Regions from separate parts of the Mus musculus genome. Here region 2 is linked to region 1. The links are chromatin contacts, called in public HiChIP or PLAC-seq maps. All regions are on one chromosome and are shown on one strand. The core of a region is the stretch at or near the end of the contact, and the rest is flanking DNA. Distances in the headings are between cores, read along the strand shown.

Region 1 (6,002 bases), core at 1,252-3,751:
CCCTAGTGTTACCAGACCTAGTGTCACCAGCCCTAGTGGCAAGTGCCTTCACCTGCTGAACTGTTTTGCTGGCCCTTAGTTTGTTTTTTATTCTTTGACTGTTGCATATAAGTTTATATTTTATTTATATAAATTTACATATTAATTTATACATTAAATATCAATATACATTTATAATTTTATCCCGTCTCACTCAAATTACTCTTGCTATCCCCCTCTCCTGCTGAAACCCTTATTTACAAGTCTGTCCCTTTTTTGTGCATGCGTTATCCACTGAGTTTAAGTATGGCTACCTGTGTAAGCATGGGTAGGGGGCCATTTACTGGAGCAGCATATCAGCAGCTACATCACTGAATAAAGTGACATTCTTCTCAGAGCCACTTTCAACTGCTACCTTATTTATTTTCTTGAGACTGGGTTTTCCGTAGTAGCCCAGACTGCCTTCAAATTCACTATATAACTGTGGACAACCTTGAACTTCTAATAATCTTGTCTTCAGGTCCTGAGTGCTGGGATCATAGGTGTGTGCCACCACTGTGCTGTGTCCCCAGCCCCTTCTTCATAGTGTCTAATGTTTTCCATGAATTCTACCTTAAACACAACTCTAGATTATTGCATAGAATTGTTATGGGAGTACCAAATGCTATTATTTAGTGTGTGTGTGTGTGTGTGTGTGTGTGTGTGTGTGTGTGTGTGTGTGTGCTGTGATGTAATGTGTGTAGTTGTCTGTGTCACTGCATTGTGTGTGTGGAAGGGGTATCCATGTGCATGCCCAGGGAAGTCAGGGGTTGATGTTTGTCTTGTTTTAAGACAGGGTTTTGTGTTAAACCTGGACCTCACTAGCTAGGCTAGTCTAATTGATGAATATGCTTTAAGGACCCATCTGTCTCTGTTTCCTCTCCCCAGTGTCAGGGTTACAGACCACAGAGCTCACTTTTTATATGGGTTCTAGGGATCTAAACTCAGTCCTGACACTTGCAGGGCAAGCACCTCGCCAACTGAACCATTGCCCCAGCTCAGTGCATAGTATTTTCTCGTTTGAAACAGAGTCATGGGGCTGGAGAGATGGCTCAGCAGTTAAGAGCACTGACTGTTCTTCCAGAGGTTCTAATTTCAATTCCCAGCAACTGCAGGGTGGCTCACAACAATCTATAATGGGATCTGATGCCCTCTTCTGGCATGCAGGTGTACATGTAGAAAGAGCGCTCATATACAAAATAAATCTTTTTAAAGGAAAAAAGAGAGTCATACAAGATAGCCCAGGTATTGAACTCCCAGTCCTCTGACCTCAGCCTCCCGTGTGCTGGAACTACACAGGTGCCAGCTGCTGTACTTGGCTTAAGTTTTATCTTTATAGACATAGTGTGTGCTCTAAAGTGAGTCTACTTCTGTCTCTGTGCTTTGGCTGTCTCTGTCCTCTCCTGTTCTCAGGAGTCCTGAGGGTCTTGAGTATAAAGATGCTGAAAGGGGTAAGGTGGACGGAACAGGTCAGGAGCTTCAGATGCCACTCTCCACGAGCAGAATAGTCTGAGGACACTCTGGACACAGAGAAAATAAAAAAACAGAAGAAACAAAAACCAAAACCCTCTGAGTTGTAATAGCTGCGTTTGCAGACTTGGACTTTAAAATGAAGCCATCACAGAGTAGCATACAACCCCCTTGAGTCTCCCCTTAACTCAGGCCTGGCCTGAGCTTCTCAAGCCACGTTCCAGAGTGGCTGCAGCAGGGATCCCTTTAGCCCATGGCTGTAGCCAAAAGCAGTGGTTATGTTTTAAAACTCACCCTGCTGCTACATATTTTACTTCTTTGTAAGCTTTAGATATTTAAAAATAAAATCCTAAAGATAAGTGAGATGTGTGTGTGTGTGTGTGTTTGGCGGGGGGGGGGGGTTCCATGCCTGTGATCTACGCATTTTCGAGGCCTAGAAGATTGTGAGTTCGAGGCCAGCCTGGTCTATGTGATAAAATCTCATCTCAAACCAACCAACCAGCCAGCATCCCTTAGTAAGGAACCACATTGATTGATCTGTGGAGGTCATCATCGTCCTTCCCCTGCCCTCGTGCTTACACCCGTGAACACCCACAGGGTGTTTGTGCGATGCGGGTGCTCTTCTCCAAAGTATTAGGCATACCTCTGGGTACAGAATTCATTTGGAGCAGGACTTGGCCTTGGGTCTAAAACCTGCTCAACATTTAAGTGTGCACCCAGAGGAGCATTTGTTGCAGCAGAATTCCGAAATCTGAGCAACCTTTGGCAGCTGAAGGCTGAGAGGGAAAAACAAACAAACAAACCCAACAACCCATCCAGAGCCTTTTCCCAAAGCTGAAATGTTTACGTTGGATGCAAATATGGCCTGAGGTTTCAGGAAGAGGGTGGGGATGGTTAAGGGTGGAGGGCCGTGGGAACAGCGCCACCTTGTGGTCTCATCATTACTTTCCAGAGCAGCTATAGCTGCAGTGCCAGCTGCCACCAGACTGGGGCGGACATTTTGGACTTAGGACTTTGATTCGGAGACTGGGAGACATCTGCACTAGAACCTAGCTCCGACAGGCCCAGCTGCCTGACTCAAAAGACTTCATTAAAGACTACTCTGGCACAGCTACATAGTTGTTGAAGAAGAGGCGGGGGGGGGGGGCGGGGGAGAAGGGCGTGTGGCTGGCACTCATGAGACCATTTGGATCTGGAGGGACTGGCAGAGAGCCTGGAAGACCACGCCCAAGCTGGGAAGCTGGGGAACCAGGCGGTCTGCATTGGGAAGGCAGAAGGCAGATGGGTTGGCCACTCCTTCCCTTAGCTCTGTCTTGGTGTGTCTATTGGTCTCTCCCGTTGCTGCCCCCCATCACCCCAACACAGGGTACCAGGAAGGTAAAATAAGATGGCAGTTTCCTAGAACATCGGAAGTCCCAGAGGCACCCGGAGCTCTTCCCTTCCTCACCTTCTCAGTGGGACTCTCAAGCACAACACATCTCTGTCTGAGACAAAGATGACTGCCACCACAGGCAGGGAACACGAAAGTCATCTGTGCTTTTTTCCTCTAACAGCTACATCAAAATAAGTATACGAAGCAAATAAAAATTAATTTGGATACTATATTTTGTTTCATCCAACAGATCTGATGTCTTGGCATTTTAACATGTTAAGAAAATAGAATTCAGAGCTAGGCATTGTGGTACACAGCTGTAATTCCAGTGCTTGAGAGACTGAGACAACAGGATTGTGAACTAGAGTATCCTGGACTAAAACAGAGAGACCATCTGACAAACAAAGATAAACAAAAGAGTAATGTTATCTTTAGCTCCACTTCCCACCCTGGTTCTAAGGCTTTGGGATTCTGTATGTATTTTACTAGATTGGAAACACACAGATGCACACACACACACACCAGCAGCAGTTAGCACAAGAAAGGACATAGGATTCTTTGGTAGTTGGTAGAAGAGACCAACATGACCTGGCAAAGTCACATGGAGGCATTCACACTGGGCCATGGTGGCTGTGTGAGATTTAGAAAATGAAGTGACGAGTGTTTGGCCTGAGGAAGATGGATTATCCATCCCTGTTCTACTGGATCATGTCTGTCTCCCCTCCAATCTCCCCCCATCAGTACACACACACACACACACACACACACACACACACACTCTCATGTATGCACACACAGGTGTGGAGGTCAGAGCGCAGCTTCAGATGTCTCTCCTCAGGCATTGCTCGCCTTGATTTTTGAGACAGATTGCTCACTGACCTAGAACTCACTGAGTAGCCTAGTCTGGCTGGCCAGTGAGCCTGAGATCTGCCTGTCTCCGCAGCAGTGCTGTGATTCCAAGCACACACCACCACACATGGCTCTTAAAAATGATTGTTATTTTAAACAAACAAACAAACAAACAAACAAACAAACCAGGGGTTCTGGAGCCCCAGTCGGACCCTCCCGCTATCAAGCCAGCATTAATGACTGAGATGCTCTCTGGAGTTTTAAAGGATTGACAAAGATCAATAGCAGAAACTTCTCTGGATGCTGTAGAAAAATGTTTCAGGCTGACCCAGTGACCCCATCCCATAAGCCTCTGTGACCCAGTCCCACAGTAAACCTTCCACTGGGGCCCTTCGCTCACCAGTCTCTTCTGAGAACCTCAGAGCCACAGGTGAAGGTGCCCACCTAGCGAGTGGATGTGTTCCCTCATCCACACAGCCTGGTCACAGACAGTCCCCAAACCACAATCCACATCACATGTTCTACTGGGTGTTTGTTTGTTTGTTTGTTTGTTTTGCTTGCTTGCTTGCTTTCTTTCTTTCTTTCTTTCTTTCTTTTTTTTTTTTTTTTTTTTTTTTTTTTTTTTTTGTCTTGACTACCCTGAAACTCACTCTGTAGACCAGGCTGGCCTTGAACTCAGAGATCCACCTACCTCTGCCTCCCAAGGGCTGGGATTAAAAACATGCGCCACCACCACCCAGATTTCCAGTTCTTTTTTATGATTACATTTATGTACTTAGTTTGAGTTGGGGGTACAGGTCACAGCTTGTATGTGGGAGTTGGTTCTCTCCTTATCTCGTGGGTGCTGGGTTTGAAGCTACATGTCAGGCTTAGCAGGAAATGCTTCTACCCATGAGCCATCTCTCTCTAGCCATCTTCAGGTTTTTAGGGCTCAGAATAATTAAGTCAGAGTTGATAGAGCCGACAATTCTACACTTCTCCAGTGGGGAAACTGAGTCCCACTGAGGGAAAGAATGTTGCCAGGTCATGAAGCAAGATTCTCATCTGAGGCAAATGAGAAGGCTCAAAGGGTAAAATAGCACGCCTCACAAGCAGGACAATCCCCGAAACACACAGTAGAAGGAGAGAAACAACTCCCTAAAGTTGCCCTCTAACTTGTACATACATTCCATGGCAAGTACACACACACACACACACACACACACACTATATCCACAGCATACACATAATCACCACTACCACCACCATTATCATCATCACCACCATCATCTCTTCTCTTGGGTCTCCCCCTTCCTGTATCCACTGTAGCCTTAGGCATCTACTAGATGGTCTGGATAAAAGCAGCCATACTCTTATTTATTCATTAATAAATAACAATGGCAAATTCTTTATTAATAATTTATCTCTGGGGTAGGTCGAACAGGTGGGGGCTGACTGACACCTCTCCATGTGGTCTCCACAAGGTCTCCACTGTTTGGGCACTCTTAGTGCCTCACCCCTCCATGCTCTCACCCAGGGTTTGTTCTCAAGGAGGACACTTCAGCACACGCCACAGTGGTCACACTGCTAATTCTTAGGACCATATGAGAAGCACACCCTCTGCCTGCTCCAGCAATCCCAGCAGACCCACAAACATATCTTGTTTCTCCATGTAAACATAGCCTGGAAGTTTATGTAACAGGAGTGATCAGGATCCCTAAAGCCTGGGTTCTGGAATGTTCCCATTCTAGGCCCACACAGTGACAGTGCTGCGTGTCTCCCTTCCTCCTGCAGTTTGGGCTTGTAGCCACTTGCATTCTGCAAGATGTCCAGGAGGTGGCGCCAAACTGATGTCCACAACAGTTGCCTATGAACCTCTTAATCAGAAGGTAGCCCCTGTGTGGAGAAGGAGGGGATCTGCAGGGGTGCTGCCATGCCAACAGATGTAGTTGGCCTTGGTCAAGAGTCCGATCTCTGCTATAACAGGGGTCCTGTTATACACAATGAAGGCCAAGACGTCTCTGCTCATTACTACTGTCCAGTGCTCAGTGGAGACCAGGCTCTGAGTGCCCCCTGTAAGTGTGTGTGTGTGTGTGTGTGTGTGTGTGTGTGTGTGTGTGGTGCCATGCAATGGCCGACAAAGCTCTTTGTACCCTACTATACCTCTGAAGGTGTTCTAGGCCTGGAGCAGGTGGGAAAGCTGGCCCTCATTAAAAACTGAAGCACCTGGCAAGCCAGGGGGGTCAGGGGGAGACAGCTCCTTGAACAGCTGCCTCTGGCAACAAGGAGCCTCACTATTTTGCAGTGGTGATTG
Region 2 (6,002 bases), core at 2,345-4,844, 1.0 Mb after region 1:
TTATCCAGGGTAGCCAGGGCAGGAGCTCAAGACAGAAACCTGAATGCACAACTGAAGCAGAAGCCACAGAGGAATGCTGCTTACTGGCTTGCTCTTCCTAGCTTTCTCAACTACCTTTCCCATACAGACCAGACCCATCTGTGTTAGGAAAATACTACCCACAGTAGGCTGAGTACTTCTACATCAATTAGCAGTCAAGAAAACGTTGTCAGTCTAACGGAGGCAATTTCCAATTGCCAGTCTCTCTTTCTTCCCAAGTGCATCAAATTGACAATCAAGATTAGCTAGCGTAGAAGGTACATGAACTTCTGGGATGAGGGTTATGTTAAACATATTTAAAGAATTTGGCACTCCCAGGTGCTCACTAAATAATCTCTTTTCCTTTCTTTATCCCTTCTTTGGTTGTGTGATTTTTTTTTAAAGATTTATTTATTATTATATGTAAGTACACTGTAGCTGTCTTCAGACACACCAGAAGAGGGAGTCAGATCATGTTACAGATGGTTGTGAGCCACCATGTGGTTGCTGGGATTTGAACTCTGGACCTTCGGAAGAGCAGTCGGGTGCTCTTACCCACTGAGCCATCTCACCAGCCCGGTTGTGTGATTTTTATTCATGCTCAGGAAACTTAGATTGAGAGTACTTACTTTGACTTTTTAGTTGTTCTGAAAGAATTGATAAATTCATTGTTCTGGAAGGTAAAGAATAAAAGGCAAAGTAGGTGCCAGTAGAAGATAAACGGGTTTGGGTTTCTAACAAAGAGAAGCACTATGGAAAATATAACTGACCATAAAAAAACCAGGTTTGCACAAGGAGAAGCCATCCTTTGTCTACTAGTGGTAGAAAAAAGCAAGATAAAAAAGAAGATAATCAAGGCACATGGAGGGCTAGAGTCTTAACCCACCCCCATCCCCGGTTTGGCCAGCTATTCCTTGGTGAACCTTTTTTGTAGTAGGACAATGTATCATCAAGACAGAGGCAGCTAGAGTTACTATAAAATTCTCTTTGTTGATTCCAATGAGGTTCCACCCACACATCCTGTCCTTCCATCCCTTCCGGGCCCCAAAGAGTAAGTCTAATTTCTCCTCTATTTGACAGCTCTTCAAATATGTGAAGAAAGCTACCTTGTACTCCCCGGGGCAAAAACTTCTGTTTCCTTTCATCTTTCCTCATGTGGCATAGTTTCTAGTCTCATTACATCCTGATCTCTCTCCTTGTGCACAGTGATAATTTTTCTTTGCCAAGTCTCAGTCACAGGCAACTCCATGTGGGTACTGATCAAGACAGCCCATGTTGCTTTCTCTTAGACTTTCAGTGGTTGTCCGGAGACAGCATTCTTTCTCTGGGCAGCCACAAATCTCTGTGGACTGAGACTGAGTTGTGTGTGACTTAGGGCTCCCATCTTGTTCTTTTATGCATCTGTTCAGACACCTCTGCCCTACCCTGTCTAAGAACAGCAGGCTTCCCAAGATGGGACCCTATTAAGGAGCCCATTGTTCCCTATCAAATTTGGCTGGTGTTAAGTAGTATCTCTTCCTCTGTTGGCTTTCTGTTACCTGGAAAATGAATGCAAAGTTCCTAGTTTTTCTTTCAGGACATGGGTAAAAATCCTGAGTCTGGGCCTAGTTGAGAGCCTTGCACCATTTTTTGGTAACTGGCCTGATGTGAGCCTTTAGCGTGGAAGCCACATTTAGAACATGACTGACACTTTATTTGTAGAATGGGGTAAGAACTGCTTTCTGCACAGGGTGGTTGTCAGGATACAGGGGTTGAAAAAAAAGGAGGGAAAGCTTTTAGCACATGCCCGGCACACAACACGGTAGAGAGATATTGTGGGATGCATCAGCCAGCATCTTCAGGTTACTGGTACTTAGCTAGCTATTAGTCCATTTAATTAGGTCAGCATCCAGCCCACATTTCCATCTTGTAAGTAATATCTTTTCTAATGCTGTATTAAAGTTCCATCTACACAGAGAGATTCCTTCACAGAACAGGACAGAGAAAGAATAAATCTGCTTTGAAACTCAGGGGAAGTGGGAAGTTACCCATGAAGTTCTTTGGTCTTGAAGCCAATTCACATTTCAACCAAGGCTGTGTGCCTTGCAAAGGGCTGGACATGGGTCATGGCTTTATAAGCATTGAAATGCTGCCTTGTGTCCCAGGAACCTGCCTGTCTAGAATTCATTCTATAGTCACACGAGCTGGTCCACTTCACATAAGTGAGTCGAGTGTTTTGATCCCATTTGTTCATGGATCCAGCCCACATTTGCAGAGTACTTTCTGGGTGTCAGCCCTATCCCCAACACCCCACCCAGGCCCCTCCAGCACATGCTAAAGGGGAGGGAGCACACATGGTTCAAAAAGGACGAAGTGGCCTTGCTATCAGGAAGTTTAACATTTAGAAGGTTTGCCAGTTGTTTGAAGGTAGAAACAAGACAACTTCTTTCCCTCTCCCCCTCTCTCTCTATTTCTCCCTCCCTCCTCTTCCTCCCCTCTCTCTGTCTCTTTCTTTAAAAATAAATAAATAAATCTCTGAGCAGGTGGTGCCTCGGGAGGCAAAAGCAGGCGGATCTCTGTGAATTGGATTCAAAGCCAGCTTGATGATCTACAGGAGTTCCAGGATAGCTAGGGCTACAACAGAACAACTAACCACCCAAACAAACAACTTTGCAACTTTTCTTTCTTTCCCGCTCCTTTGATACTTTTGCAAAGTACATTTGCTAGGGCCATGTCCATAACATGTAATAGAATCTTGCTCAGGTCTCACCCTGTGGCCCCGGCTAGCTCAGTACTCGCGATTATGCCCCTGCCTCAGCTTCTTGAGGGTTGGAATTACAGACTACGCCACCACCCCCGGGAGACTTCTCTTCCGATCGGGAATGACAGCTCCACTGGACGCTTGGAGGTCAAGAGAAAAAAAAAAAAAAAAAAAAAAAGAACGCGCGATCCGGTTAGTCGTCGGAAGGAAAAGTCTTCTAAATGCGCTAGCTATTAGCGCTGTGGTTCCGACTAGGACAAGCCAGGGGTTTCAGGAAGGTTCTGTCACTCTGTGTTCCTAAAATGTGGTTTCCTAGATGGAGCTGGAGAGGGATGGGCGAAGAGATGCGGCGTTTTCTCAGTGTTCTGCGAGCCAGGAAGGGGACGGAGGAGGAGGGAGAGCTGAGAGGCAGTCACTAGCCAGGGACGCGGCTGAGGAGCAGGGGACAACGGCGAGCTCGCAGAGTCCGCAACGCAGTGGCCTCAGCGAGCTTTAGACCTGAGGGGGAAAACCGAGGGCTGGGGCAAGAAATCCACAGAGCGTGCCAATTGGTCCACTCCTCGGGGCGTGTGCTTCTGTGCGCCAAATGATTGGTGAAGGGAAAGTAGCAGGTAAACCAGCCCTGCCGTCTTGCCATTGGTCAGAGGCTTTCCTATCGGTCACTCGATTGGCTAGCCTAACGCAGAGCAGAACGCGAATTGGTTTGGGTTGTCCGCCAAGACAACTCCGTTCGCTCTCTCTGATTGGCTAACGGGAAGAGGCAGGTATCCGGGCTGCGCGGCTCCTCCATTGGTGGGCGGGGAAGGGGGGTTGGGCACAGCGATTGGTGGGCGGGGGGCCGGGCCTGGGCCGGCGGGGAGCGGATTGGTCGGAAAGTAGGTTAGTGGTGCGACATTTAGGGAAGGCAGAAAGTAGGTCAGGGACGGAGGTGCCTGTTTACCCGCGCCGGACTTGCCGCCGCCGCCGCCGCGGGATCCGAGTGCGGGTGCGGGCGCGGGCGCTCGCAGCGAGCCACGGTGAGTGTCGGCATGGCTGCGGGCAGCAGCCGTCTCGGGGCGTCCCGTCGGGGGTCGCGAGTTCCCGGGCGGGCGCACCGCCCCCGCCCGCGGCGCAGCCGGGCCGCCGGGAGCCCTGCCCGACGTGCCCGCTGCCGGCCTTAAAGGGCCCGTGCGGCTCCCAGCCCCCACCTAGCCTCGGGGAGGCTGCGCCCCTTAAAGGCGCCGCTCCCGCGCACCCCCATCTTCCCCGCCTGGGCTGCACAGCGGGCGGGGGAGGACTGGGGGGACCCTGGGACGCTGTCAGCGGGTGCGCCCACCTTCCCCGCGCGGGCATCACCACCTGGCTCGGGAGGGGGCGGCCAGCGGCCTCTTAAAGAGACAGCAGTACCGGGTGGCAGCAATGACCCGAACCTGGGAAGAGCTCCGGGATACATCCCCGGGAGCTTCTGGATCCCCGAGGAGATGGCCGGGACGCGGGCAGAACGATGCTATGCGGCGCTTGCCTGGTCAACCCTTCTACACTTCTCCCTCGGGAGCCGGGTGGGGGCGGGGAGGGCGTCTCCGTCAAGTCGGGGAGTCCGTACTGGTACGTCCCTATGGCCTGTCTTGGGGCTGGCGCGGACCCCGGGAATCCCCTGGCTGGCTTGGACCAGGCCCACGGACAGCCGTCGGGCCTGCGCTGTCCGGTACCTGGGTGGTCCTGGAGGATGTGTCTTCCCCGTTGGGTCTGGGAGTAGGTACCCGATGGCGTGGGGACTGTGCCCTGTGCCCGGTAGGCGTCAGAGACCCAAGGAGTGCGCAGCAGAGGCTTCACTCCGATGCGGGTTTGACAGATAATCGGGGAAGAGGAAGGTTTCCACTGGAGATTACCCCAGTGTAGACAGCTTGGGGTGCTCGGGTTTGCAGGGAGAAGTCAAAGATAGAATTTTAGGCAGACTCGGGGCGCACATGGAAGCCATCCCCGGGGTCGCGTAGCGGGTTGTGTTCGGAAATGAGTGCGTTGGACACCGGTGTGTGTGTCTGTCAGAGTTGCGCTGGCCAAGCTGACATGATCGCCCCTTACCTGTTCGGGGTGCACCTTCTCCAGTCCTTTCCCTACATTTAGCCTAGTTTTGACCCTCTGACCCCTTGAGATCTGGCTCCTCTCCTGTCTTAAGTTGCTACTTTTAAAGTAAGAAATCATTAATCAAGTTTTCTCACCTAACTTCCAAAAATCAGAGACTGTAATCACGACCAATTACTTTTTGACAGTACCAGTATTGCCAAGATCTTCGTTGTGGGTTTTGTTTTTATGTCCAGGAAAACTGATCATTAAATGCTTTTTTTCCTACTGCTCTTGCTTGTCATTTTTCCTTTTCACATTTGCTGCTGTGCCCTCTTTCAATCTATTTTTACTTAACAACTATTATTTTTATTCTTAAGTTCCCATTGATACCAGGATCTGTCAATTTGGGTTGGTGGATTTTCTAATTAATGTACTAGTTGAATCATGAGCTTAAAATAATCATTGCTGCTCTTGAGCAGTTTTGAATAATCTCAGGCTCCCTGTGCTTGCAAGAAAGAGGGGAGGATGGTTCGCTGCTGTTAAATTTGATTCCCATACCAGTGAAGTTCCAATATATATATAGATATATTTTTAAATACAAAATGTAATCCTTAAGTTTATTCTTTGTTCCTGGGTTTATATTATTGCTAAGTCTTTTAAAATGGGTTGTTGAACATATTTAGAAGGGTTAGAAATTTTCTAGGCAGATTTGAAATTGGGTGTATCAGCGGAAGCTGGATCTGTAGCAGCACTTTGGTTCTATCTTAGATGTTGCCAGTGAATAATGACGATGTTAAAACAGCAGTTAAATTTGTACTTTGTTCCAATCTCTGCTGCTTAAAATGGGAGAGGCTTTGATAAGGCGTAGAAGAGTGGTAACCTGGGAGTTAGGAGGCATGAAACTAGGTTCTAGCCCTGACTGGAACCAGGTGGCTTTGCTACGAAGAGCAAATTACTACACCTTTCTGGGTTATGTTCACCTCTGATGAAAAGTCAGACAGTTGATCTAAGGGATGTCAAAGATTTCTACCACTCTTAGGTTCTATATGCCTCCCAGTATTGAATAAATTTGAATCAGGATAGGCATCTACCTCCTGGAGCTGTCAGAACAATTGAGTGAAAGTCCTTTTTTCATGGGACAGTTAAGTAGATCAACAGATGGTGTTTAAAGGGATCCATTTCAAATGATTTATAATTGATG

What was found. HiChIP or PLAC-seq counts read pairs in DNA pulled down with a chosen protein or histone mark.
Region 2: a FOXA1 HiChIP or PLAC-seq map of pancreatic cancer cells shows a contact between it and region 1. The contact joins the promoter of Arntl here to the enhancer-like site in region 1. A contact is called at or near these places in 2 of 39 promoter capture datasets (cranial neural crest and liver) and 6 of 115 datasets of contacts at active chromatin or transcription factors (astrocytes, embryonic forebrain, embryonic limb bud and 2 more).

The regions. Positions count from the first base shown.
Region 1 is chr7:112,177,895-112,183,896 of GRCm38.p6, forward strand. No RefSeq gene overlaps it. Among named protein-coding and RNA genes, the nearest start is that of Gm39071, 7.0 kb to the right of the region's middle. Within about 2 kb of position 2,502, at least 72 of the 459 cell types and tissues checked have an H3K27ac peak or open chromatin away from gene starts, as enhancers often do. A contact at or near this core is called in pancreatic cancer cells, where this site is marked.
Region 2 is chr7:113,203,871-113,209,872 of GRCm38.p6, forward strand. It overlaps Arntl (aryl hydrocarbon receptor nuclear translocator-like), which reads left to right and starts at 3,595. Exons shown (of 20, transcript NM_007489.4): 1 at 3,595-3,774.